4 separate regions of the Sus scrofa genome follow, and all the other regions are linked to region 4. A link is a contact called in public Hi-C and HiChIP or PLAC-seq data. All regions are on one chromosome and are shown on one strand. Each heading gives the region's core, a stretch centred on a gene start, on an enhancer-like site or on the middle of the called end of the contact. The rest is flanking DNA. Distances are from core to core; before and after follow the strand shown.

Region 1 (7,022 bases), core at 1,998-4,497, 390 kb before region 4:
TGGGGTCAAAGTTTCTAGTATGTTATCTCTTTTTATCATAGGATTGATTCTCCTCAGGGATGTTTTTCCCCCCTCTTCTTTGTGGATGTTGCAAATTGTGAAACTGATTAGGATCCCTTTTGGAGTTAGCTAATAATTGAGGGGGGTGGGGATCTGGATTCACCTCCAGCTAAGGAACAGAGTTTGGTAGGCTGTTTTATTGGCCTCACTTCTTCCAATTTGTAACTCTACCCTCCTTCCTCCTTGTCATTTGCTTTTGTTATCTTGTTACATTTCACATGTCCTAGATATGACTTTAAATCCTTTTTTGGAACTAAGTAAAATATATAAATACTAAAAATATAAATACCTGAGGTATAAGCACCTTAATACTTGTGGTAATTATTAAATAAAAAGTCCATCTGCAGTTACAAGGCCGAGAGACCTTTAAAAGCTTTTTGAAAATCTTACAACCTTCCATTTAAGAATAATGGGTGGTAGTGAAGAGATCAGAAAGCCAAAGTATTTAACAGTAGAGGATTATAGCAAAATGAGTCGAAAAATTAAGACTTGGCCAGATGCTTGCCCCAATCCTTTTTGTATGAGTAGATAGATACGTAGCACTATTACACCTGAGAATTTAAGGAAAGCAAATTTGCCCTCTTTAATTTTGGAAGCTTTCTTTCCAAATCAACACTATTCCAAATCAGTATCTTGTAGTGGTTAAGAAGGTGGGCTCTGAAGCCAGGACACCTGGTTTCAAATCCCAGTCCACCATTAGGGCTGTGTGAACTTTGGGCAACTTATTTGTTTTCTTCACTTGAAAAATGGTGTCGGAGTTCCCGTTGTGGCGCAGTGATTAATGAATCCGACTAGGAACCATGAGGTTTCGGGTTAGATCCCTGGCCTTGCTCAATGGGTTAAGGATCCGGCGTTGCTTTGAGCTGTGGTGTAGGTTGCAGACGAGGCTCGGATCCCGAGTTTCTGTGGCTCTGGTGCAGGCGGGTGGCTACAGCTCCGATTAGACCCCTAGCCTGGGAACCTCCATATGCCCAGGGAGCGGCCCAAGAAATGGCAAAAAGACAAAAAGACAAAAAAAAAAAAAAAGAAAGAAAGAAAAGAAAAATGGTGTTAACAGAACCTACCTCATAAGATTTTGAGGACTTAATAAGTTTTTATGAGTAAGGTGCTTACAGTGGTATCTATGGCATTTTAAGTGCACAAAAAAATTGGTAAACTATTTTGGCATTACAGTTGGTTAAGACTGATGAGGAACTTGGGGTCCGTGCCAGAACTTTGGATGACTAGCAGGATGCCAGAAACTCAAGCTAACATGCAGCTGAAGACCAAAGAGGAGTCCTTTCAGCGCCCCACTGAAAAATATCTATAGGGATCAAACCTGCAATTCAAAGAAGCTTTTGGTTAATGTCAGTTTTAACAGGTTTGATACCTTACTTCCACATTAACTGGCTCCCAATAGAGCCCTCCTGAATTCTTTTTATTAAACGAGTATTACTGAAAGCCTACTTTATTTTTTTTTATTTTCCCACTGTACAGCAAGGGGGTCAGGTTATCCTTACATGTATACATTACAATTACATTTTTTCCCCCCATGAAAGCCTACTTTATTGTGCAGTAAGGTTTTGTTTTGTTTTGTTTTTTGCCTTTTTTTAGGGCCGCACACTGTGCAAATGGAGGTTCCCAGGCTAGGGGTCAAATCAGTTACAGCTGCCGGCCTATGCCACAGTCAAGCAACGCAGGATCCAAGCCGAGTCTGCGACCTACACCACTGCTCACAGCAACGCCGGATCCTTAACCCACTGAGTGAGGTCAGGGATTCAACCGGCAACTTCATGGTCCCTAGTTGAATTCGTTTCCACTGCGCCACAACGGGAATTCCATCGTGCAGTAAGTTTTAAACAGCACAAATCGTGTAAAAACCAACACACAACTACACCCTTTTGCTCTTATGGCTTCACACTTATCAAAGAAAAGCTCCTAGACATTACCAAAATAGGAAAAATTCTTTAAAGTGCCAGACCTGTCACAAATTTAATGTAGATCAAATGTAGCAGCTTATCACAATCTCGTCTTAAAATAATGAAAACATATACGGCGTGAAAACAATAGGTACACTTTGCAGTCCCATTAGCCGGAGTCAGTCCCACATGGGAAGGAGTAGGAGTGAAGAAAAGCGTGACAACTGCTTTAGTCCCACTGGATCCTTCGCTCTTCTTCCGGAAGAATGCTCCAGTTTGGGGAGGCCACATCCCGGGCCAGCCAGTTGAAATCGTCAACGTCGTTCCAGTTATTTTTGCTCCTATCTAAACCAGAGCCCTCAAAGTCCTTGTCGATCCCCGGGTAGCTCCAGGTGTAGGGGGCGAACTGGATCCCCGTGCAGTCCTCCACGATGGCCCTGCTGGTCACCAGCAGGAAGACGCGGGTGTCTTTTGTGGTGTGTACGCGGAGCTGCTGGCAGGCCACAGCCAGCACGCAGTCACTGCAGTCCTCCAGGAACACAGAGGTGGACACGGGGCCGCAGAGCAGCGTGCAGCCTCGGGCCTTGGTTAGCCGCAGAGTATTGGGATTGCCATACAATTTGATCGTGCAATTACTCAGTTGGGTCAAAAGGACGTCGCGCTGGTGCAGCTCGTCGGCTCTCTTCTCCAAGACTTCGGACTGCAGGTTGGAGAAGCCGCAGACCCAGCTGGAGTCGAAGCCTCCCTCCTCCTTCAAGGGCGGAGAGGAGGCCAGGATGCCGTCAGCAGCCGGGGCGCCGGGAGCCGAGTCTACTTTGGTGGCTGAAGCGATATCCTTCCTGCGAGTCTTGAAAGCGAAACGCTTCTTAGGCTGCAGCTCCTGACGCCGCTTGGCCAGGGCCGCCTGCAGCCGCGCCAGCACCTCTTGTCCCTGCCGCAGATCGTAGGCGGCCAGGAACAAAACCGAATCGTTGATAAGTTTCTGCAGCCCCTGTAGCCGAGCGGCCGCCTCCTCCAGCTTCTCGACGGACTCCCCGCCTTCCAGAAGCTCTTCCACGGCCGATCGCTCCCGAGCGAAGGCGGCGGCGAAAAAGTCGCTCTTTTCCTCCTCCACCTCCTCGTTCTGCCGCTTTTGCTTCCGCCTTTCCACCTCCAGTTGCCGCTCTTGTTCTCGCCTCTGAAGCCGCTCGGGCACCAAGCTCCGGTCCCACTGGGACCCCAAGTCCCCGTTCCGCACAGCAGCAGCAGCCGCAGAGAAACTACTATCCTCCATCTTGACTTCAAGCTTCCTTTCTCCTGCCTTCCTTCTCCGGGCGCGCCCTTCGCGAAGCCTCCCACCAACGCGCCTTGTGATTGGTCGGACATGCTGACGTCAGACCCCGGCCTTATTTTCTTTGCCCATTGGCTTCTTGGCGTTGGAGGGGCGGGGCCGTGGGGCGGGGCCGACTGGCGGGGGGGTGGGGAGACAAAGGTCCTTGTGGATGGGTGGGGTGGGAGGCAGGCGGGGGAAGCTTTTTTTCCTCTTAAAGGGGCAGGACTTATATCCGGGATTGTGGGGTGAGTTGCAGCAGCGGCAGCTGCACATGTGGGTTTGTTTATAAGAACAAGGTTAGAAACTCGCAGGCCTCCCCCTCCCCCCCAGCTCCTCCCTACTACCCCCTTACAGGCCGGAGAACCGCTACTGGTGGGGGGAATGTGTGCGTGCGGTGGTGGGGGGGACAGGTAGTGGTGAGAAAGATGGAGGGGGGGATATTACACCGCCCGGCCCGCGCCGGAGGAAGCGGCAGCTGGAACAGCTGTCTAGGGAGCCGCTCGCATGCCTCAGTTTTTTTCTTTTCCCTTCCACCACCCCTTCCCCCAACCCATTCCTGCCGCCCCCAAACCCTCATCCTACCCGCCCTCCCCCTCCCCCCGCCGCTGCAGTTCGGCGTGGCCTGGGGCTCCTGGATCCCCGCAGGCAGTTACCGGGGCGGGAGAAGGCGAGGGGCTCCGGTATGCGACGTACTGGGCTCCTCACTGCAACCGGGTTCAGGGGGTCCTGGGGGAGTCTCAAAAAGGATTTATATTTTTTGGCCAATTACTGCAGTCGGAGGGGTGGGGGGAGGGTAAGATTCCACACCCCCTTCCTCTTCCTCCCACGCCCTCCCCCCTTTCGCCGTCACAACCTCGGCAGCTGGGCGCCGCTGGCCGCGCCCGGGTGAGACCTCAGCTCGGGCTCAGGCTCTCTGTGGGGCCGTCGGTCTTTAGGAAGGCGATGGGGGAAATGTTACATTATTTCTAGAGGTGGTGGGAGGGATTTGTCACCGGAAGTGGATGAGCCTAGCCTAAAGTCGGGACCAGCCAGAGGTGTGAGTGGGCAGCCCAGACGGCGTAGTCACTGGCAAAACCCAGGGCAGCGGGCCGGGCGAGAGCTGGGGCGCGGCCGGCACCGGCGCTCGGCGACCTCGCGTGCTAGGTGCAGCCCGGCGGAGCTCGGGGGCCTCCGACCCGGCCCGCCCTTCCCGTCTTTGGTTTCACTCTTAACCTCCACCTCCGTTCCCAGCATCAGTCGGGGTATTTAACTGCCCAAGAAATTGTCACTTGAAATTTCACTGATAATACCTGCATTTTGATGCAGAGGGAGATGGGAGGAAGCGAGAGAATGGAGAGTCGTTTCCGATTGTTCACGCCGCTTTCTCCTCCTTTCCTTTCCATTTTAAGCCCAAACCAAAAACAAACATAAATTCCCATGTTTCTCCGCTGAAAATCAGCACAGGTCACACTGTTTGGCATATTCCACTCGGGGGGTGGGGGTTATTGTATGTTTGTATGTGTGTGAACGTGTACCCGATGGAAACGGGGGTGCTGAAAAAAATCCTGTGTACGCTTGTGGTATATCTAAGTTTTCATTCGCTTTGTTTCATGGGCAAGAGAGATGGAGGCCCTGGGGGTTTTGTGAGGTCTGGTGAATGAAATATAACTGGTGATCTTATGTGAGTCGTACCGGGAATGCAGTAGCTGCTTTATTTTATGAAGGGTTGGGTTAACCAAGGGAGCCTTAAAAGATTTATTTTTGCTAGGGAAAAAGACCTGACCTGCCTCTTTTAAGTTTTTCACCTATTGAATCTTTCCCACTCAAATGATGAAGGTCTGTAGCCAAACAAGGTTTATTGGATTTGGGAGTTGCAGGTGGGGTGAGGCAACATTTTTGTATTAACTATAGTGACTCTAGGATAGGGGCTTGTGTTGTCTGTATCAGAAGTGGGACGGAAGGTCATTCATTTAACCCTTTTGAGAACTTCATTTCTGCTCATCAAGAGGTTTTGGCATAGAGTCCAGTTGACTTTGGAAGTTTCTGAATATTTTGAGTTGGCTAGTTCAAACTTTTCTGAGAAAATGGCAGAAAAGGACAAGAATGTACAGGTCACCCTACTGACCCAGTGTGTGGGAGGCTCTTTCAAAGACTGGGAATGGACAGCGATCAGTTGTATGGTCATCATAAAGCATTGGCTTGACAGTTCTTGACAGACCCTGGCACAACTGCAAGCCAAGGTAGGTGGTCAAGACATGGGCTTAATGTGCCCAAAGCAGTAGGCATTGCCAGACTACTTGCCTGTTCTGACATTTGAGGGCAGTTGATTCAGTGTGCATCTTTGAACTGGATTCCAGCTTCTCAGAGGTAAGTGCCTGTTCTGATGGAAGGAAAGAGGGGGGGTACATTACAGCAGAAACGTGGTAGAAGGCAAGCAACCAATGAGTTCTGAGTCCTGCTTTCAAAGATACTTTTCAGGACTTGTGAATCAGAATACTACTCTCTTATACACATCTTGCAAAGTGAAAGAATTCGAAGGTGTTACAGACTTTAAACATTTTTTAACAAAAACGTAGACACTTTAATCGTTCTATTGGTTAGATTTACTTTTTTAACTTTTTGAAAATTTCAAAGTGGAGAGAAGAGGTTTATGTGTACCCATAATGCAACTGCAACAGTTACCAGCTGACAGTCTTGTTTCGTTCAAAACTCTGGCCACTTCCCCACCCCACCTCACTCAGATTAGCAAATCCCAAACCTTATATTATTTCGTATTTCACAATTTGTAAATATCTCAGTATGTATCTCTAAAAGATTAGGACTGTCTTTCTGAAATAACCAACAGTACTATCACCGCACTCTAAAAAAGTGGTGATTGTTTCCTCAATATCATCAGCATTCCAGTCTATCGTCATTTTTCTCTGCTTATTCTCTAATTTCCTTTTCTTAAGTTAATTTATTTGAATAAGGATCCAGATGAGGTCTATACAATGTGCCTGGTTAACATGTCTCTTAAATCACGATTAACCGCCTTTAAATCCTTCCCCTCTCTATTGTTTTGTTGAAAACACTTTGTTTCATAGAATTTCCCACGGTCTGGATTTTGCTAGCTGCATCTCCATTCTATGTAATTTTTTTTTTTTTTTCCCACTGTACAGCAAGGGGGTCAGGTTATCCTTAGATGTATACATTGCAGTTACAGTTTTTTCCCCCACCCTTTCTTCTGTTGCGACATGCCATTCTATGTAATTTTAAATCCTTGTCCTAGTTATTCATTCTTTTAAATTCATAAAGCAAATGTTTCTGTAGTGACATACCACAGGAAATCAATAACCAGGTAGTGAAAGCCTATAAGCACAATAAAACAGTCTTTGGGTGTGGATAGATGGCAAAGAATGGGACCTTTTGTGTTCCTGGGGTGTTTCAGGGACCCTATGCAGGTGGGATATGGCAGCCACACCTGGGCAAATGAAACAGATCCAGGCCCTCTCTTCTAGTAGCTCAGTGCCGAAAGGAGGTGTCACTTCATCTTTCAGCAAGTCTTGAACATGTAGTGGATAAAAAGGATTCATTAAAACTGCTGCATGTCAACTATGAAATATGAAATTTTCCTGCCTGGGTCAGTGACTTTTCTGACATAAAGACAGTGAAAGATGTCAGCTGGGGAGTTCCTGTTGTGGCGCAGCAGAAATGAATCTGACTAGTATCCATGAGGATGCAGGTTCAATCCCTGGCCTTGCTCAGTGGGTTAAGGATCCAGCATTGCCGTGAGC
Region 2 (6,766 bases), core at 212-2,711, 360 kb after region 4:
ATTTCTAGGATTCACTTTTAAAATCCTTTGGTGAGGGAAGGGATAAAACAAATGTGGTACAATCTTCACAACTGCTAAGTTTAGGTGAGGTATATAAATGATTATTGTCCTATGCTACTTTTGTGTAGAAAAACAAACCTAATAGAACCCAAATGTTTCTGATTCCAAATCCTGTGGCACACATCTATATATCGTAGTTTCCCTCTAATGAGGCTGACTCTATGAAGTTACAATAGAACCCAAATGTTTCTGATTCCAAATCCTGTGGCATACATCTATATATCGTAGTTTCCTTCTAATAAGGCTGACTCTATGAAGTTACATCTCTTAAAATACACAGAGCACAATTATTTTCTCCTAGTGGAGAAAACCCACATACATTGTTTGATGGGAGAATAAGCTCGAATTGTATTAGCATTACCAAATTATACAAGAGTCAGTCCCCATAGCAGAGCACGCGGCAGTCAAGCAAACTACTTTTAGGAAACCAAAGGGCCCTTGCTAAAATGCAAAGTAAGTGGTGGAAGTTCATCTTTGCCCAAAATAGCCCAAGAGTATCACACAATAAGAGACCTGGTGGGGGGTGGTGGTGTGAGAACTAGCCCAGAAATACCCAAGACACAGAAGAGGGTTAGGGAGAAGTCTAAGGATGTAAGTAAAGAGTCACAAGAAGGGCTTGAGTTCGGTTAGAGTGGGTCGGGAGACTGAGTCAGCAGAGAAATGTTTAGTTCAGGGGAGACCATAAAGAATGTAGCTGGGGTTGGCGACCGGTTGGACACGTGCGCTACGAGAAGACGAGGGGATTTTGGGGATGTGGGTTTGGGAAAATAAAGTGAGTGCAGTCGGCTGCGGAGGGGGTCGTGGCGCGGCCAAGAGTGAAAAGAAGTGGGGAGAGGGGGAGGAGAAAGCAGTGGGAAGTGGTGGCGAGAAGAGGCGGTCACAGGCAGCTATGGATCAGAGAGTGTCCCGAGAGAAGGGCAGGCGCGGCAAGTAGAGAAGGCGGGGAGTGGGAAGAGGCGCGGAGAGCGGCGAGGGGAAGGCCCCCCGGGGTGGGGGGGACGGAGGTCCAAGGGCCGCGTGGGCGGGAGGCGGCCGGAGTTATTGGCTGCGCCAGGACGGCTGGAGCTGGGGGAGGGTCTCGGGGCAGGCCCAGGGCGCCAGACCCCAACTACCTTCAGGGCTTCTAGCCTGTAGCGCTGAGTCGAGCTGGGGTCCATCATGACCGTCACCGCTTTCACCAGCTCCTCGCACAGCGCGTTCACTTGATCCATCGCCATGGTTAGTGCCACGCGCCGCGAGCACGCACCACGGCCGTCCCGGGAGCACGAGGCAAGGACCGCTCCCTGGGCGGGCTCACAAGCTGGTACCGGGCCGCGGCGGGCTGGGGTGGGGGGGCGGTGGGGAGCTGGAGGAGGAGCGTGAGCAGCAGAAGATCCAGCCGGGAAGAAGCCGGCGCTGCGCACGCGCCCAACCCACCACTGCGCATGCGCCCGCGGAAGTGGCGGCTCCCTTGTGACGGTTGCAACTCGGTGGGCGGAGCGGAAGACGTAAGGACCGCGGTGCGCAGGCGCGTCAACGGCCCTCGGCGGCGCGCGCGCTGTCTGATCGCTGACGGGAGGGGCTGTGGGCAGATCGCGCTGGCTCAGGCTGAACACGCCCGGCAGTGCGGACTGTTGCCCCAGGCGAGGATCGTCTGCAGCCCTTGGTCCTTTCCTTGGTCTTTACCGGCAATAACTCTCTCGAAAACGACTGATCCGCTGCCGGAAAGAGGACCGATATTCAAGACCCCTTCATCTTCCTTCCAGTGGACATCGAGCCCAGCATCGGCCGCATCCGCGGGTGGCGGTTTTGCCAGGTGTCACATTGGTAAGAGAATTTAGAACCGTTCGATTTCTGTTTTTAGCCTTTTCGTGTTGTCTTGGCTATTGGTTGTATAATGTAGCAGTGACTGGTGACAGCATGCGGCCGAAATTTCATGAAATAGAAATACTTGCTCATTGAGAAAAGGCCTTGGTATTTATTGCCTCTTAAGAGGATTTTTATGGGGGGAAAAAAAAGGTAGCTCTTGAACCTTCCTCTTCACCTGTTCTTATTTTCCTCGGATGTATCGTCTGATCGGCATCAAACTTGTTTTGTGCAAATTGGGATAAATTGAGATTTTTAAAGATGAATACTTGCAAATACTGAAGGTTTGTACACTTTTGATAATTCGAAGTGCCAAGATTTCAAAGTAGTGTAATCCTTATTCCCAAAGGAGGGTTTTGGCAGAAAGTGCGTTTCACTTTTTATCTTTACACAACTCTTACTTTTTCAAGCAAAATACGTAAACTGAAAATTAAAACAGTTAAAATCTGAATATCCGTTTTGGTGTTTCTGCGTTTAGGAAATGTTTGCTGGGCTTAAGTCACTGCTCCTAATTCGTACTCCACTGCTAGTATTTGTATCTAATATGGTACTATCTGGGGGGGGGCGGTGAGTGTGTGAAACAATGAAGTACTATTTTTAGTCTGGCGTTATCTGTTCCAGTACTACAAAAAAAGCGCTTCCAGATAAAGTGATTGCTGGCATGGTTTTAGCTTATATAAACACTTATATAACAAGTGTTATATAAACACTTATAAGTGTTTAAAGTATCACATTCTGCCTGTCTTAGGTGGGTGGAATTTGTGAGGAATTAATAATGCCTTGACAACTCTGATTTTTTTAATTCGTCATTTTTCTAGCTTTGTTGTTGCATAACACTGTTTTCAAGGTGAATGTTAATTTTTGAAACTTTTTAAACAAGAATACAGTTGAGTGCTTACTCAACTGTATAACCTGTGTTTTTCATATTTAAATAATGAATTACTGGTGTTTCTATAAGTATCTCATTTGTTTTAGGTCAGTGGTTCCTAATCGACTGTATATTGGAGAGAACTTTCAAAAATCAGGAGGCCCAGGGAGTTCCCATTGTGGCACAGTGGTTAACAAACCTGACTAGTATCCATGAAGACGTGGGATCGATCCCTGGCCCTGCTTTTGGGTTAAGGATCTGGCATTGCTGTGAGCTATGGTGTAGGTCACAGATGTGGCTAGGATCCCATGTTGCTGTGGCTGTAGCATAGGCTGGCAGCTACAGCTCTGATTCGACCCCTAGCCTGGGAGCCTTCATGTGCCCAGGGTGCTGCCATAAAAAGACAAAAGACACACACACAAAATTTAAGATGCCCAAGTCACACACACACACAATTAAATTAGATATCTGATGGTAGAAGTCAGAAATCAATAGTATGTAAAAGGTTCCTAGATAATTCCAATCTGTAGCAAAGTTTGGAAGCCATTGCATTGTTTTATATTTTTTCTTCCAGATTTCTAATAATGTTAAATGCAATATTAGTCTGTATCCATAAGTTTTGTTCTTTCGATCTAGCATCCATACCTTTATGTATGTCTCTCTATGAATAGTATGTAGTATTGTTTTCTTCTTGTTTTTAAAAATTTACATGAATGGGAGTTCCTGTTGTGGCTCAGCGGAAACAAACCCGACTAGTATTCATGAGAATTCAGGTTCTATCCCTGTCCTTGTTCAGTGAGTTCAAGATCTGGCATGGCCTCCATGAAGGTCCCAGGTGCAGCTAAGATCCAGCATTGCTGTGGCTGTGGCATAGGCCAACAGCTGTACCTCCGATTCTACCCCTAGCCTGGGAACTTCCATATATGCCCAGGGTGTGGTCCTTAAAAAAAAAATTACATAAATGGGTAGAAAGTCGCCATTAGAACACTGCAAAGTAATTGTTACAGGCCAGATCCACTGATGGGTGCTTAGTGGTTAAATGTTGAGGAGAAACAGGATGTTTGCATAGTCCCAAAAATCTCGACTAAGGTATTAGTTACAAAAGGAAAAAACAGTAACTCTGCAATGAGAAACCTAGCAAACACTATTACAACTAAATGATAAGCTTAGCATCACTAGTATTGACATAATTGACATTGTGTATCTGCCCACATGGTACTCAGAGAAAAGCAGAACATGTCCATAATATTCTTGCCCAAAATGCATAGCCTCAGTCTAATGAAGAGAAAACAGCAAACAAACCTAAATTGAAAAGATATTCTCAAAGTAACTTAGTAGTTCCCTTCAAAAGTGCAGGGGAGTTCCTGTCATGGCTCAGTGGTTAACGAATCCGACTACGAACCATGAAGTTGCGGGTTCGATCCCTGGCCTCGATCATTGGGTCAGGGATCCGGTGTTGCCATGAGCTATGGTGTATTTGCAGACTCTGCTCGGATCCTGAGTTCCTTTCGTAGACTGGCAGCTACAGCTCCGATTAGACCCGTAGCCTGGGAACCTCCATGTACTGTGGGTGTGGCCCTAGAAAAGACAAAAAAAGACCAAAAAAAAAAAAAGTGCCAAGAACATGAAAAACATGAAGTGTCACAGATTGGAGAAGACTAAGGAGACATGATGACTAAATTGAATCCCGGAACCAAAAATGGGCATTAGTGGAATAACTAGTAAAATTCAAGTAAAGTAGTGTGAATGTTATACCAGTTTTCGTTTTTAGTTTTAATAATTGTGCTGTGTTAATGTTAGCCTTAGGGGGAAGTGGGTGTAGGAGAGCCCTATTATATTTGCAATTTTCCTGTAAGTTTTAAAGCATTTCAGAATAAAAAGTTTTAAAAATTCACATGGCTGCTATGATATTATATATCATTTTCTGCTTCTCTTTTGCCTGAATTGGTATTTGAGATTTGTCTTTAAACTAAATTAACTGTTGGCCTTATCCCTCCACTGATGTGCATTGTGGTTCTAATTTGCATTTCCCTATGACTAATGATGCTGAGCCCGTTTTCATATGTCTGTTGACTCTTCGTTTCTTTTGTAAGGTGTCAGTTCTTTTGGGGGATGGGTATTTTTAAAGCTTTTAATATTATTACCTTCCTAAAGTTGTATCAACTTATTATTCTCCTACCAGCAATGTATGAAAATGTCTGTTTCATTCTCGTTAGTTTCCATGCTCCCATGTTTAGATAATTCAGCAATGGAAGACTGACGATGTAATTTTTCTTGGTACTTTGGCTTAGGTATCCTTTCTAACCATCCATAAAATTTTGTCTTACAGAAAAATGTCTAATGGACAAGACCGGGTAGTTGCTCTACTGGACATGGACTGTTTTTTTGTTCAGGTGGAGCAGCGGCAAAATCCTCATCTGAAGAATAAACCTTGTGCAGTTGTGCAGTACAAATCATGGAAGGGTGGCGGGTATGTACCGTAGTTACTGTTATAACTTTCAACTGCTATTTTTATCTGTAAGAATACATGGCACTATGCTAGGTCCTACATTTGAGATTTCTCAACTGCTGTGATTGAGAGTGAATAGTAGTATCAGTGACCTAAAAGTTTCTATTATGAAGTTTATAGCTTATTCATCCTGTTAAATTTTAATGATTTTTGCTTGTGATCATGTATTATTTTTTTGTTCCCCTTTTTTCCTAACCATAGAATAGTTTCAGTAAGTTATGAAGCTCGTGCATTTGGGGTCACTAAAAGCATGTGGGCAGATGATGCTAAGAAGTTATGTCCAGATCTTCTCCTGGCACAAGTTCTTGAGTCCCGTGGAAAAGCTAACCTCACCAAGTAAGAAACAAAGATTACAGGGAATGGAAGACTGGGAAGAGTTTCATGAGGCTTAGAATTAATGTTTCTAATTTGTTTTGTGTAAGTAACTCTGAAAAAATTCCTTTTCAGTCAGTGTGAAATGAAAAAATTTTAATGCTGTGTTTTAAGAACAATTCAGAGTCATTATTACTTATAATAATTGCTACCTTTAATGCCCTTTCAGTTCCTTAGTTATTTAAAAATTGGTTGTTATATTTAAGACTTAATATCAGTTCCCATGTTGTAAAGCCAAAAGTCTGAAGTATTTGGAGTAATTGAATTGACTGTGAAAACTAAGAGTTTTTCCAGAGAAGGCTAAAGTCAGATTCACATTCTAGCACAGTATCTGGAATCATTTGCCAGAACTGAACAATCTCGAAGAAGCTTACCTTCTCTGTTTTTGAACTGAGCTACCTCTCCCAGATTTTAGAAAGTTAGCTTTGGAATGAGAGACATTAGTATAGGCATGGCCAGGTTAGAGGTAGCTACAAGCCCCAGCCGTTGTAACATTCTAAGAGCTCATATATATTGAGCATATGTCATATGCCATTCACTGGCAATGTCTCTTAAATAACACATTGTTAAAAGGTAGGTTTTAGTATTACCCCACTCTCCACTCCTCCCTCCCCTACACACACACACACACACACACACACACACACACACACACACACACACGTGTGCGCACACATAGATGAGGAAACAAGTTTAGAGAGGTTAAATAATTTAAGTTCTCATAGCTAGAAAGTAAAAGGTTTCCGTTTTTTTCAGATTTCCACATTCTCGCAGTACACTACACTGTGTGATGTGTGATCATGCTTTGAATTGGAACTTGAGGTGTTCTTGAGTTCACCTATAAATTAGTCTAAAGGTGGAGTGTCACAGCCAACCTCCTCACATTGGAGTTATTGCCAGAAAAGAAGAGATTTGAAGTTCTCTTGTGGCATAGTGCATTTCACTGCTGTGGCCCCAGCCACTCCTGTGGCAGGTTTAAACCCTAGCCCAGGAACTTCTGCATGCCATGGGTGTGGCCAAAAAAAAGAGAGACAGAGAGAGATTAGACTTAAGATGAACACCCTATTGACGATCCGGCATTGCCGTGAGCTGTGGTGTAGGTCGCAGATGCG
Region 3 (7,126 bases), core at 2,095-4,594, 270 kb before region 4:
AAGATAGAAGAACCTCCAGGCTTAAGAAAGACTGGAATAAGAAAATTCCAGGAGATCTTAGTAGGTGGAAATCCTTAAAAGTCTCTCCCCAGGAGTTCCCGTTGTGACCCAGCAGAAATTAATCTGACTAGGAATCATGAGGTTGCGGGTTAGATCCCTGGCCTCGCTCAGTAGGTTAAGGACCTGGCATTGCCGTGAGCTGTGGTATAGCTCTCAGACACAGCTTGGATCAGGCATTGCTGTGGCAGTGATGTAGGCAGGTAGCTGTAACTCTGATTCGACCCCTAGCCTGGGAACCACCATATGCCTCAGGTGCAGCCCTAAAAAGCAAAAAAAAAAAAAAAAAAGTCTTGCCCCAAACCTCTTCCATTTCTTCCATAATCATTCTGCTAAAGATTCAAAACCTGGAGGAGAGAACCCTAAAGGGTCTTTTGGGGAGGTGGGAAGAGTTGAAAACAGACCCCCTTCAATTTATATATTGGGAGGGCCATCGTTTGGATTAGATGCGGCACCCTCTGAATAATGTACACAGTGAAGGAGATCAGTCCACAGGAGAAATGGGATACTGTCAAGAAATGGGGATGGAGGGAGTTCCCGTCGTGGCGCAGTGGTTAACAAATCCGACTAGGAACCATGAGGTTGCGGGTTCGATCCCTGCCCTTGTTCAGTGGGTTAACGATCCGGCGTTGCCGTGAGCTGTGGTGTAGGTTGCAGACATGGCTCGGATCCCGCGTTGCTGTGGCTCTGGCGTAGGCTGGCAGCTACAGCTCCGATTAGACCCCTAGCCTGGGAACCTCCATATGCCGCGGGAGCGGCCCAAGAAATGGCAAAAAGACAAAAAAAAAAAAAAAAAGAAAGAAAGAAATGGCGATGGATGTCAACAGGCCGAAAAATAAAAAATACTCTCTACTGAGATTTTGGGACATAAAGACCTACCTCACTGCATTTAATTGCATAGTCTTCCCTAATTTATTTAGTCATTCCGTAATGATGCACAACTGAAGTAGCCAAGAAAAAAAGAGAACTGCGGCCTATGAGGACAGGACAGGCTAAAAGGAATAATTTTTTTTTTTGGCCACACCCACAAGATGTGGAAGTTCCCAGGCCAGAGATTGAACTTGTACCACAGCAGCAACCTGAGCCATGGCAGTGACAATGCCAGCTCATTAACCCCCTCCCTGTGCCACAAGAGAACTCCAAGATTCTTCAGGTTGCAAATGGCGTGCCCCATTCTCATTTAGTAACCTTACTTTGAAATTTTAAAAAAAAATCTCAATTCTTGCCCAGTGCCCAGGGCACATGCGCAATGCTAAGTAAACATGTATTCGTGAACATTTTGGGGTTGAAGACAACGCCATCTCTCTCTGGACCAGTTGGGCTTTGGCTTTGGCACCGAAAATAAGTGTTCTCCTAGCACCATCTGCTGGCACTGGAAAGCCTTGCCTGAATCCTGACTTCCAAGTCTTTTTTCAGCCAGGAGTATTGTTGCATTGTTAATACCTCTGAAATACCTTTTATCTATAGACAAAGGATATTACAAAATAATGACTTATTTTCATTCCTTTTTTACTGTTTAATGAATTTGTTATACTTTAGTGTCCCTTCTCTATTTGCTTTTTCACAAACTAAGACACATGGTGAGATGCTGAAAGAGTAAGCATGAGGCTTGAGCCACAGTTGGTGACTCTGAAGGCCATGTTGTCCTTTGACATTTATTTATCAGGTTCTGGATTCTGCGCATGGCACTGTCTTTCTGGTTGTCTTAGATGCATAGCACATACCAATGTGATGCCTTGAGTTTAGATGGTTAACCAGCCCCTGCAGGTGCCTGTTGTTGTGAGAGGTGCTGTAGAAGATTCAGAGATGTGATGACTTCCCTGCATTCAGAGAACCCTGTCTAATCAGGGAAACAATAAACCAAACAATACAGGATAAAGTCTGTGGTGATGCCTTTAAGTGCTGACTGTCAAACAGTGACATTGCCTTAGACCTTAACATAAATATACATAGACTGTGCTAGACATTTGGCAATGCCTGGAGACAAGAACTTTGTCACCACTAGGATGGAGATGCTACTGGCATGCAGTGGGTAGAAACCTGGGATGCTGCCAAAATATTCTACAACCAACAGGACAAAGAATTATCTGGCCCCAAAAGCCTATAATGCCGAGAAACATTTAAAATTTTTTTTTTTTTTTTGCTTTTTTTTTAAGGCTGAACCTGCAGCATATGGAGGTTCCCAGGCTAGGCATTGAATCAGAGCTACAGCTGCTGGCCTACGCCACAGCCACAGCCACGCCAGCTCCGAGCCACCTCTTTGACCTATACCACAGCTCATAGCAACACCGGGTCCTTAACCCACTGAGTGAGGCCAGGGATCAAACCCACAACCTCATGGTTTCTAGTCGGATTCTTTCCGCTGTGCCACTACAGGAATTCTTAAAAAATAAACATGCTGAAGGAATTCAGAAAAAGGAGAGACTTCTCAAGATACTTGCTAGTCATGAGTTCTCTTGTGGCTCAGCGGGTTAAGGTCCAGTGTTTCACTGCTGTGGCTCAGGTCACTGCTGTGGCACAGGTTTGATCCCTGACTCAGAAACTTCCACATACTGAGGGGGCCGCCAAAAAACAAAGGAAAGAAAGAGAAAGAAAAGAAAAAGAAAAAGCCCTTCTAGTCAAAATGCACTTGAAGCATCCCCATCACTTTGAATCACGTTTAAAATGCAGAATATTGACTCCCCGCCCCTCCTGAATAAAAACGTGATTTTAACAAGATTTTCATGTGACTCCTATGCACATTAATGCTTGAGACACACTGGTCTGGAGGTTTCCATTAAAGACAACACGTGAGTTTTTATTTCTTTCTGAAGAGCAGGAGAGAAGGAAACCTATTCCAGGTGGTGAGAGCTATTATGAGGGAGTTCTGAAATCGTAAGTTGCAATTTCTCGTTTTCGGTACAGCAGGAATAATAATTAACACAGTGTTAACTGCTTACTGGACTTTGTTCTAAGCGCTTTATGTGGAGCAGCTCATATAACTTTCCCAAGGCTATTAGGCAAGATTCGCTATTACGTCCACTTTTTGGGTAAGGGAAACGAAGGGATAGAGGGACCCACTTGATCAGGGACCCACTGACGAAGCCAGGCCGAGGGAATCAGAGATGCCTTTGCCAGCACCCTAAGTCGTCCACACCTCCACCAACACAGAACCAAAGCTGCAGCCCCAAGCTCTCCGCACCAGGTGAAGGATACCGGATCCCGCCAGTCGCCTTCCGGGAGAAGCGCAGCCTAGCGAGCAGAAACCGGAAAATCGTCACCTCACTCCCTACCGGAAGTCGGTGGGAAGCGTTTCCTCGTTTGTGACCAGGCTTCCGGCGATATGAGAATACAGCTGAAATAAAAAGGGATGGTCTTTGAAGATGACCGGGCTCTAAAAAGCTTCTAAGCGGCGCCCAGGAAGCTTTGAGCCACTTTTGATAGGAATCAGGGTTAGCAAAACTTCAGCAGTTCATTGCTGCTAAGAAGGCGCAGGCTACCCGCTCGCCCTGGGGTGAGCTAGAGTAGACATCTCTATGGTCGAGAGACCATAGAGAGGTTCCTTCCCATGCGTGGGGCAACGCCTGAGCAGTAGCAGCTGCGCTGGAAAAATGGCGGAGGAGGAGTGAGTATCAGGGGCTCTGAGATTCTGGGTGGTGCCCTGAGCATCTGGTGCCATCCTCAGTATTTATTTCTCGGTGGCGGAAAATAAGGATCCTTGTGGACTGAAGAGAGACTTAGAAAAGGCTCCAGATTATCGAAGGAGGAGGGAGGAAGTGTTGGGCTGGGGCGGGCGGATGGGGCCTCTGTCAGGTTCGGATTACCTACCTCAAGGGGTGAGGAATGAGTTTGAGGCTGCGGGCTGGAGGGTGGGTTTCCCCAGCCTGACTTAAGTATTATCTCTGCAGCTGGGTCCGCACCCGCCCCAACCCCACGGGGCGGAATCTCATCGCTGGTGGTATCTGTAAAAGGCTATGACAGTAAAAGCTCCATTGACATACGAGGACCAGTGGCTAAGGGGTTCATGGTTCTTGAAAGCTTTTGAGAACTGGAGTCAGAAACGCCAGGTGGCGGGGTGGGAGCGCGGTCCTTAGGAGGTTTTAGACAGTAATGTTTGCGAAGCCCAAGCTGTCGTTTGGAAACGCATTGCAGATTTGTTTCCTAAATACTATCGCTTTTCTCCATTTTCTCTCTCAGGCAAAGAAAAAAGATCCCTTTGGTTCCAGAAAATCTCTTGAAAAAGAGGAAGGCATATCAGGCCCTCAAAGCCACACAGGCGAAGCAAGCGCTTTTGCAAAAGAAAGAGGTAATAGTGGGGAACCAGGTGGAAGGAATGAGAATTTGTGTTCGGTGAGTTTTATCCAGCACATGTTGAACTAATTTGGTACTGACAGTCGGCTTCCCCCATCAGCTGGATGATACATATTTGCTAAACAAAGCAAGTATGTATCAAATGCTTTCTGCAGGCAAAATACTGGAGTAGAGTTTAAGGAAAAAGCCAGTGGAGAGTGTTCCTTCCGGTTCATACCAAGGGATTCGAGAACATGCTTGTGTACCTAAAAGAAAAAAAATTTTCTTTTTTCTTTTTAGGCCGGCAGGTGTGGCACATAGAGGCTCCCAGGCTAGGGTTCAAATTGGAGCTACAGCTGCCGGCCTACACCACAGCCACAGCAACCCCCGATCCCAGCCACATCTGTGACATATACCACAGCTCACCACATCGGGTCCTTCACCCAATGAGTGAGGCCAGGGATCAAACCTGTGTCCTCATGGATACTAGTCAGATTCATTTCTGCTGAGCCACGACAGGAACTCCCAAAAACTTAAAAATTTTACTTACTTTTTTCAACCACATCCATGGCATATGGAAGTTCCTGGGCCAAGATTCCAGTCTGAGCCACAGCTGTGGCATTGCTGGGTCCTTAACCTGCTGTGCCATATTGGGAACTCTAATTTTTTTTTTTTTAATGTACCAGGTTTTTTGGTTTGCGTTTTTTGTTTGTTTTGTTTTTCTTTTTAGGACCACATATATGGAGTATGGAAGTTTCCAGGCCAGAGGTCTAATCAGAGCTGCAGCTGCTGGCCTACACCACAGCTACAACAATGCAGAATACTTAACCCACTGAGTGAGGCCAGGGATTGACCCCACAGCCTCATGGATACTGATCAGGTTCTTAACCCGCTGAGCCACAACAGGACTCTGAAATAGTTTTTGCTATTTGCCAAATGTTTTGGAGAAATACATATTTGGGAGGCATGAGCTTTATGATGCCTTATGTTCCAATAAACGTTGACTGACAGTGTGTAAACTAATTGGTTTTTTGCTTATTCAACAAGGACTGTCCCCAGTAGTTCTCAGGTTTTCTCAATTTCACCTTTACTTGAGTATGTTGGTGTTGTTTCCCCTCCCCAACACCCACGCCACAGCAGTGACAACACTGGATCCTTAACCCACAAAACCACCAGAGTGGGTTTTTCCATTATATAATAAAGTCCTAGTGTATAGCACTGGGAACTATATCTAGTCACTTATGATGGAGCATGATGGAGGATAATGTGAGAAAAAGAATGTATGTATGTTTGTGACTGGGTCACTGCTGTACAGTAGAAAATTGACGGAACACTGTAAAACCAACTATAATGGAAAAAGTAAAAAATCATTTTAAAAAACGAATGATGCTGGGAAAACTAAAAAAAAGAGAAAAAAAAGGGATGGGAGTTCCTGTATTGACTCAGTGGGTTAAGAACTTGACGTTGGAGTTCCCATTGTGGCGTGGTGGAAACGAAACCCACTAGGAACCATGAGGTTGCAGGTTCGATCCCTGGCCTCATTCAGTGGCTTAAGGATCTGGCATTGCCGTGAGCTGTGGTTAGGTTGCAGATGCGGCTTGGATCCTGTGTGGCTGTGGCACAGGATGGCAGCTGTAGCCCCAATTGGACCTCTAGCCTGGGAACCTCCATATTGCCTCGGAAGCGGCGCTAAAAAGACAAAAAGGAAAAAAAAAAGAACTTGACATTGTCTCCGTGGGGGTGCAGGGTCAAGCCCTGGCCTTACTCAGAGGGTTAAGGATCCAGGGTTGCCACAAGCTGTGGTGTAGGTCGCAGATGCAGCTCAGATCTGGTATTGCCAAGGCTGTGATGACAGCTGGCAGCTGTAGCTCCCATCTGACCCCTAGTCTGTGGCAGGTTCGCTGTTTTTTTAAAAAAAAAAAAAAATAGAGGATGTTTGGTCCCTTTTCCAGAACAGAGGGCAAATAAGCTCTACCGATAGTGACTAATGAATGACTGTTGCAGAAGTAAAGACAATTAGAGACATAAAGTGGTGGTGATAGTCTGTCTTCTCTGTAGCAGAGGAAAGGAAAGGAACTCAAGTTTAAACGACTGGAATGGTTCCTACATGATTCCTGGCGGCAACTACGTGACAGAGTGCGCCTCAGACGACTGGAAGTGAAGCCTCATGGCTTGGAAGTGCCAGATAAACATTCCTTGGCCTTTGTTGTACGCATCGAAAGGTAGGGAACTTGCTGGATCCTGGGAGGCTGAGGCAAACTATTGGTTCAGGCTTTTTGGGGGGTCTTTTTGTTTGTTTTTGTTTTTTGATTTTTATTCTTTCCATTATAGCTGGTGTTTACAGTGTTCTGTCAATTTCCTACTGTACAGCAAAGTGACCCAGTTACATATATATATATATATAATTTTTCTCACATTATCATGCTCCATCATAAGTGACTAGATATAGTTCTCGGGGCAGTACATCAGGATCTCATTGCTTATCCATTCCAAAGAAGAGTTTGCATCTATTAACCCAGATCCCCACTCCACCCCCACTCCCTCCCTCTCGTTTCAGCTTTTGCCTGTCTTTAGGGAGATGACAAGATAGTAGGCCTGAAGCCACTGATGCAAGTTGTGCTAGAATTCAGGGCTGAAGGAAACAGATTGCTATTTTCAAGATTAGGGAGCCTCACCTTAGGCAAATAGACATGAAGTTACTCTAATTGCTTTGAGGGTTCAGTGCTGGCTGGATGTGGGGTGAGGGCCGCCGTGTGGCATGCAGTGGTTGAGGGCATTCTGAAGCAGGAGCTTGAGGCTG
Region 4 (7,093 bases), core at 3,399-5,898:
TCTTTATTGTACCTCTGCCCTGTTTCTATTTTGCTCAATTTTTTGGGCTGTGCCCTCAGCATGTAGAAGTCTCCAGGCCAGGGACTGAACCTGAGCCACAGCAGTGACCTGAGCCACAGCAGTGACAAAGCTGGATCCTTAACTACTAGGCCACCAGGGAACCCCTGCTTAATTTTAAGGGAGAAGAAGTTTGCACAAAAGTAATACTGATCAACTGGGAATTTGGGGTTAATGAATGCAAACTATTGCTTTTGGAATGGATAAGCAATGAGATCCTGCTGTATAGCCCTGGGGACTATGTCTAGTCACTTATGATGGAGCATGATAATGTGAGAAAAAGGAATGTATATGTGTATGTGTGACTGGGTCCCCTTGCTGTACAGTAGAAAATTGACAGAACACTGTAAACCAGCTATAATGGAAAAACATAAAAATAATTTAAAAAACAAAAACAAACCACTGATCCAAAAAATGTAGAGGGAGGTCCCATTGTGGCTCATCAGTAACGAATCTGACTAGCTTGCATCCACGAGGACATGGGTCCAGTCCTTGGCCTTGCTCAGTGGGTTAAGGATCTGGTATTGCCGAGAGCTGTGGTGTGGATCGCAGATGCGGCTCCCATTCCACCTCTAGCCAGGAACTTCCATATGCCTTGGGTGAGGTCAAAAAAAAAAAAAAAAAAAGAAGCGATACTGATCCTGATTGTGGAAGCAGTTAAATGGCACAGACTTATATAAAGAAAAAGACACATTTCTGTAGTCCCGAAACCCCACTCTCCAGGGGTGAGCACCATTTGTGTTTGAAGTGTGGCTCTCCTGACTTGGCCCTGGGCGCCCTGACTCATGGCCTTTCCATTTTCTCAAAGGCTGCTGTCACCACTGAGACCTCTTCTATGTGAAGTTAAGGATCCCTTTGTAAAGGTTAATCCCCAGTGAAAACACTTTGAGTGTTATTATTATTATTGGTGATAGCAATATTTTAAAGCTACCTTAATTTTTGTTCTGATATTATTTGGGTGATAAAAATAAGGGGAAAGGAGTTCCCCTTGTGGCTCAGCAGTAATGAACTATTATCCATAAGGACGTGGGTTGGATCCCTGGCCTCGATCAGTGGGTTAAGGATCTGGCGTTGCCGTGAGCTGCAGTGTAGGTCGCAGACATGGCTTGGATCTGGGGTTGCTGTGTCTGTGTGGCTGTGGTGTAGGCCAGTAGCTAGAGCTTCAATTCAACCCCTAGCCTGGGAACTTCCATATGCCATGGGTAGGGCCCTAACAAAAAACAAAAAACAAATGGGAAAGAAATATAAGTCTGGGTGGGAATAATGTATGCTGGTATCTGGCTGGAATTCATTTGCTCTTCTGGAGGTCCTTCAGGATCTGAGTGGACATGACAGGGCTACTGCCATTGAGGCCTTATCGGAGAAGCCCCAAACACATTCCAGAGAGGCCAGGCAGGGGTCTTATCTGAGTTTAGGGGGCTGTGCCGAGTCTACAGTGAACCTGAGAGCAGAGCCTTCAACCCTGCTCCAGGCTATCATGCTCCTGTGGGGACATGGCCCTGGGGCTGCAAAAACTTCCAACTATTTTGAGAGGTCAGATTTTGATGTAAAATTTATTGATTTTAAAATAGTCTAGTTGTGCTCTGGTACAACAGGATCGGCAGCAACTTGTAAGTGCTGGGACTCAGGTTCAATCCCTGGCCCAGAATAGTAGGTTAAGGATCTGGTGTTGCCACATCTCACCCTGGGCCCCCTTCCCTGTGGGCATAGCAGACAGCAGTTGTGCTCTGCCGAGTGGGATGCCAAACTAAGGGCTGTCCACCCTGTATGCATCTAAACTAGGTGTCTCAGGAGTTCCCGTCGTGGCTCAGTGGTTGATGAATCTGACTAGGAACCATGAGGTTTCGGGTTCAATCCCTGGCCTCGCTCAGTGAGCTGTGGTGTAGGTCGCAGACATGGCTTGGATCCCACATGGTTATGGCTGTGGCGTAGGCCGGTGGCGACAGCTCCAATTAGACTCCTAGCTTGGGAAACTCCACATGCTGCTGGTGCGGCCTTACAAAAGACAAAAAGACAAAATAAATAAATAAATAAATTAGGTGTCTCAGACTGAAAGCTCTTTTGAAGCCAGGCGAGAAGGAACCCCCATGGCTGTGGTTGCAAGACGGTGCTGCTCACACAAATCCCTAGCAACCATTTGTGGCCCCTGAAGCCCGTCTGGAACCTATTTATCTATTTGACCTGTTCTTCCTCTTGAGCTAACACATTCCATATGTTGAACTACCTGTTGTGCAGAGTAAATTAGGAAAAGGAGAAAAAAAAAAGAAAAACTCTTAAAAAACTGTTGGGAAATGGAGAAGAGGAGGGCTTTTAGTTCTTGCATTTAGGAGGTTGATGAACAAGCCCGTGTTTTTCATATATACTTACATATACACACATATCTCACAAATCATACACAGTTCATTTCAGTATTTTGCAAAGTCTTTGGATTGTGATTCACAGTGAGAAATGCAGTTGGGGAGTTCCTGCTATGGCGCAACAGAATTGGCAGCATCTTGGGAGCACTGGGACGCAGGTTCAATCCCTAGCCTGGCCCAGTGGGTTGAAGATCTGGCATTGCTGCAGCTGTGGCTTAGGTAGTGACTGCGGCTTGGATCTGAAACCTGGCCCAGAAATTCCACATGCCACAGGGTGACCAAAAATGGAAAAACAAAACAAAAACAAGAAATGAGGTTGACATTGTCCTCCAATACATGCACATTGAATCAATGAGATCAATAGGGAATTCCCTGGTGGCCTAGCAGTTAAGGATTCAGTGTCATCACTGCTGTGGCTCCGGTTTAATCCCTGGCCTGGACTGTCTCCCACCATGGGCATGGCCAAAAAAAAAATTTTATGTGAAATTGACAGTAAACCACCCTCTTGACATACAAAATGGCAGTTTTATATGGTTCAAACAACAATAATACAAAGAAAAGTTTCATCCAACAATATTTACTCTTGTTTTTTGTGAGACCCATTAATATATTATTTTTATTTTATTTTTGTCTTTTTGCCTTTTCTAGGGCTGCTCCTATGGCATATGGAGGTTCCCAGGCCAGGGGTCTAATCGGTGCTACAGCCAATGGCCTACGCCAGAGCCACAGCAACACCAGATCTGAGCGGCGTCTGCAACCTACACCACAGCTCACAGCAACACCAGATCCTTAACCCACTGAGCAAGGCCAGGGATCGAACCCGCAACCTCATGATTCCTAGTTGGATTCATCAACCACTGAGCCACAACGGGAACTCCAATATACTATTTTAAAATGCTGGTTGCAGTAACTAAATTATTTCACTACCACTACCAACTGCTTTATTTAACATCACAACAAATTTTAAAGCAGGAATCATCACCCTCTCCTATGCCCTTACATACAAGGTGATGTTTTTCCTAGGGATGAAACCACTTAAACTACCACCGCCCTTTAATCTATATCTTATTTAATCTTTATTAAGAACCTCTTGGGATGGGTACCAACAAGGAGAAATATGGAGTTTGGAGAGGTCAAACACTTGTTTCCAGACACAGGGCTAGGAAGAGACAGCTTCCCGAATTTAAGAATTTCTGTAATAGGAAATCTCAATCTTTTTTCACTGCCTTCGAGCTAAGAACTAGACCCAGACCCCAAACCTGGGTTTTGCAGCACTCCAGTCTGTTTTTTTTTTTTTTTCCCCATGGGCTTTTCTTGGTTTTCAGGAGAAGGGTTATATGTGTGTGTACGCGTGTTCACTTGCTTGCTTAAACTTTCTGCTTGGCCATACTTTTTCCCAGGCCTCTGCACTGGCTGAGGGGTGGGCTTTATCTCCAGGACCACCCTCTCCTCTCCAGCCCAGCCTGCAGCTGGAAGTCTTCACAGATCTCTGACCCTCCTCCCTGCCCCCATTGGGGACCGGGAAGCGGACTGTCTCCCCCAGTCTTTTCCAGATGTGTCTGCCAAAGATCCTCCCTCCCTCCCCTGCCCCCAACCCAACCAGTATAGAGGATGATAAATGAAGATCCGGGAGCCGGCCTGGTGGGAAAGTGCCGTCGCCTTGGAAAGAGAGGGAAAGGGAAAGGAAGTGGAGGGGGGAGGGGAAGCAGTGGTGTCGAGAGGTCCGGGCGCGACAAGTCTGGATATTGGGGACTCAAGTCCCCTCTGCCGGGCCAGTAATTTTGAGTCCCTCAGGAAGGCATGGGGAAGTGCTCTCCTTTGGAATTGGGGGTGCATATCATTAACTGCACCCCGCACAATCCACTGAAGGACTACCCCAGTGTTAGCTTCCAGACTTTCCAGCGCCAGGTTCCCAGTGCAGTGCTGCTCCCTCTTCTCTGCAAGACTGCGCTCCAGTGCTCTCCCAGATTTCCTCTCCACAAGTTCCTCTCAATTCTCTTCACCATTCTCTGGTCACGGAGGCGGAGTCGTGCCTCTTAGCCTGTTCCTTTAAGAGGCGTCGGCTCCTCCCTCTTTGGAGTCGCCGTCTGACGCTGGATGACAGCAGCGAGTTCGGTATGTCTATGCAAATAAGCGCCCGCTGTGGGCCAATGGACAGCGGAGGTGCCGGAACCGCGGACCAATGGGGCGGGGGTGCAGGGGCTCACCATATAAGGAGCGGCCTCGCCATAAAAGGAAACATTGTATCTCTTTATATGGGGGGAAGGGTCGGGGGATCCCTCGCCGCCAGCGCGTGGTCCCGGCCCCCTCCACCCGCCGTCTCGGCCGCGGCCAGCAGCCCCTGCCCCCCGGGGGACGCTGACGGCTGCCGGGCGCGCCGCCCTAGCGTACGGACAGGGGGCGCTCCGCGCGGCCTGGGGCAACCCGGGCCACAGGGGCAGGAAAGTGAGGGCCCAGGTCGGCCCGGGCGTGCAGGGGCCCCGGGTTCGCAGCGGCAGCGGTAGCAGCGATAGCGGCATTAGCAGCAGCGGGAGCGCCGGGTTGAGCCGGGAAGCCGATGGCGGCGGCGGCGGCTCCGATTCCTCGCTGACTGCCCGTCCGCCCTCCTGCACTGAGCGCCATGTTACCGAGCCAAGCTGGAGCCGCGGCGGCGCTGGGCCGGGGCTCGGCCCTGGGGGGCAGCCTGAACCGGACCCCGACGGGGCGGCCGGGCGGTGGAGGCGGCGGCGGCGGCGGGACTCGCGGGGCTAACGGGGGCCGGGTCCCCGGGAACGGCGCGGGACTTGGGCCGGGCCGCCTCGAGCGGGAGGCTGCAGCAGCAGCGACAACCACCCCGGCGCCCACCGCGGGGGCCCTCTATAGCGGCAGCGAGGGCGACTCCGAGTCGGGCGAGGAGGAGGAGCTGGGCGCGGAGCGGCGCGGCCTGAAGCGGAGCCTGAGCGAGATGGAGCTCGGCGTGGTGGTCGGTGGGCCCGAGGCGGCGGCGGCGGCCACCGGGGGCTACGGGCCGGTGAGCGGCGCGGTGAGTGGGGCCAAGCCGGGTAAGAAGACTCGGGGCCGCGTGAAGATCAAGATGGAGTTCATCGACAACAAGCTGCGGCGCTACACGACCTTCAGCAAGAGGAAGACGGGCATCATGAAGAAGGTACCGGGCCGGGAGGCTAGCCGGCCACAGGGGACCGGGAGGGTGGGGACGCGCAAGGGGAACCCGGGAGGAAGGCAGAGTCGAGGCGGAGGTGAGAGGCGGAGAGTCCGCCGGAGGTGTGTGGGAGGGGATGGCTGTTGCCCTGGGAGGGTAAAAGGGGAGGGGCCGCCAGGGAAATGTGGGGAGAGGGGAGATTCTGCCAATGTCCGGAAAGGAGAGGAAAGGTGCCGAGGTGGGAGGGACGGGCGTGAGAGAGGAACCCGGCCCTTGCAAAGCAGAGAGATGAGGAGTGGTAATGCGAGGCGCGGGGCTGCCAGGAAGGTGGTTGATGAGACCCGGGGGTCACTTGGTCCAGTGCGCTCTGGTGTTCCGGGAGGGCGCTGGAAAAGCAGGGAGCAGAAGAGAATGTACGAGGGTGAGGAGGCTGGAACTGCATAACAACAGTGAGCGAACATGTGTGGGAGGAAGGTGGGCATCACTATAGAGTAGCGCTGGTTGGAAGGAGGAGGGTAGGGCTGATGACCCATTGGGGCTCAAGAGCCCCAGGTAAGGGAGCTGAGCAGGAGATCTGATGCTGCCCTGGGCATCAGAAACCAAGCCCTGCAATGGCCATGTGTCTTCCGTGCACACACTGGAAGCTGGCACACTCCCTGCAAGACAGGCTTCAGAACCATTTGCCTTTGGGACAAATAGGATTTCCAGCCCTAGGGGAAAATCTGTGTACAGAGTCTGGGAAGAAGGTTTGCACAGGAACCTAGAAATTCCTCCTCTCTAGATGATTACCCAGGGAAAGGGATGAAGAAGGGAGCTGTCTTGGGCTATAGAAGATATGCGAAGGGATGGAAGCAGAGGAATTATCTGTGCCTTATAGAAACCAAGGCTGCTTCCAGTGGGCTGTAGAACTTTGTTGGGAATGAGGATGCCACCTAATGGGGCCATCCTTGAAGATCCCCTTCCTTTTTCCCTTCCAGGGAGAACGGGGAGCACTGTATTATAGAGCAGGACAAAATGGCAACAGGTTAGAACCTGTGCAGTTTCTGGGACGAAACATGGGACTTTAGAGCCTAAGTGGCCCCTTATCCCCAACATTTATGTGACTTCCAGTGTAGTAGCCACTTCATCCTGGTCCCTGTGATGGTGAGGAGGTGGTGGATGCTATCTCTTCTTGAGGCTCTGGCCACCAAGCTATAGTGAGGAGCCGTTACCCAGGTCCCTCCAAGTCTGCTGAGGTTATATGTTCTGTCACCAGAAGCAGGGACTATTTGCTTGGGGTATCTGCAGGGTAGTGGGGCTACTACTCAAAGAAACATGTGGTTTCTCTGCTCTTCAGCTCACCTTCAGATAGGACCTTCTTAGAGTCACAGGAGCAAAAGGTCATTATGGGAGTGGGGGCTGGAGATCACCCTGTACTTCCCTCTCTTTCCTACTACCCAAGGAAGGTAGAGATGAAAAATTTTGCTGACCTACCTATCTCCTCCCCCCTACCCCCAGGCCTATGAGCTGTCCACGCTGACAGGGACACAGGTGCTGTTGC

The links. Hi-C and Micro-C count contacts between places; a contact is called where the count stands out from the background. HiChIP or PLAC-seq counts read pairs in DNA pulled down with a chosen protein or histone mark.
Region 1: a contact with region 4 is called in a Hi-C map of retroperitoneal adipose tissue, with 2.1 times the contacts expected there. The contact joins the promoter of TBCC here to the promoter of SRF in region 4. A contact is called at or near these places in 1 of 5 promoter capture datasets (liver), 1 of 47 Hi-C or Micro-C datasets (retroperitoneal adipose tissue) and 1 of 2 datasets of contacts at active chromatin or transcription factors (alveolar macrophages).
Region 2: a contact with region 4 is called in a Hi-C map of liver, with 9 times the contacts expected there. The contact joins the promoter of XPO5 here to the promoter of SRF in region 4. A contact is called at or near these places in 3 of 47 Hi-C or Micro-C datasets (heart right ventricle, liver and skeletal muscle).
Region 3: an H3K27ac HiChIP or PLAC-seq map of alveolar macrophages shows a contact between it and region 4. The contact joins the promoter of RPL7L1 here to the promoter of SRF in region 4. A contact is called at or near these places in 1 of 5 promoter capture datasets (liver) and 1 of 2 datasets of contacts at active chromatin or transcription factors (alveolar macrophages).

Annotation. Positions count from the first base shown.
Region 1 is chr7:37,820,747-37,827,768 of Sscrofa11.1, forward strand. TBCC (tubulin folding cofactor C) reads right to left here and starts at 3,248. Exons shown (of 1, transcript NM_001258407.1): 1 at 2,018-3,248. The coding sequence starts at 3,231. The coding sequence ends at 2,188.
Region 2 is chr7:38,568,097-38,574,862 of Sscrofa11.1, forward strand. XPO5 (exportin-5) reads right to left here and starts at 1,462. Exons shown (of 32, transcript XM_005666037.3): 1 at 1,173-1,462. The coding sequence starts at 1,277. POLH (DNA polymerase eta) reads left to right here and starts at 1,115. Exons shown (of 11, transcript XM_003356630.4): 1 at 1,115-1,866; 2 at 5,103-5,243; 3 at 5,484-5,618. The coding sequence starts at 5,107.
Region 3 is chr7:37,937,205-37,944,330 of Sscrofa11.1, forward strand. RPL7L1 (ribosomal protein L7 like 1) reads left to right here and starts at 3,345. Exons shown (of 7, transcript NM_001123192.1): 1 at 3,345-3,661; 2 at 4,234-4,342; 3 at 6,385-6,548. The coding sequence starts at 3,648.
Region 4 is chr7:38,208,652-38,215,744 of Sscrofa11.1, forward strand. It overlaps SRF (serum response factor), which reads left to right and starts at 4,649. Exons shown (of 7, transcript XM_005666020.3): 1 at 4,649-5,559; 2 at 7,051-7,093. The coding sequence starts at 5,035.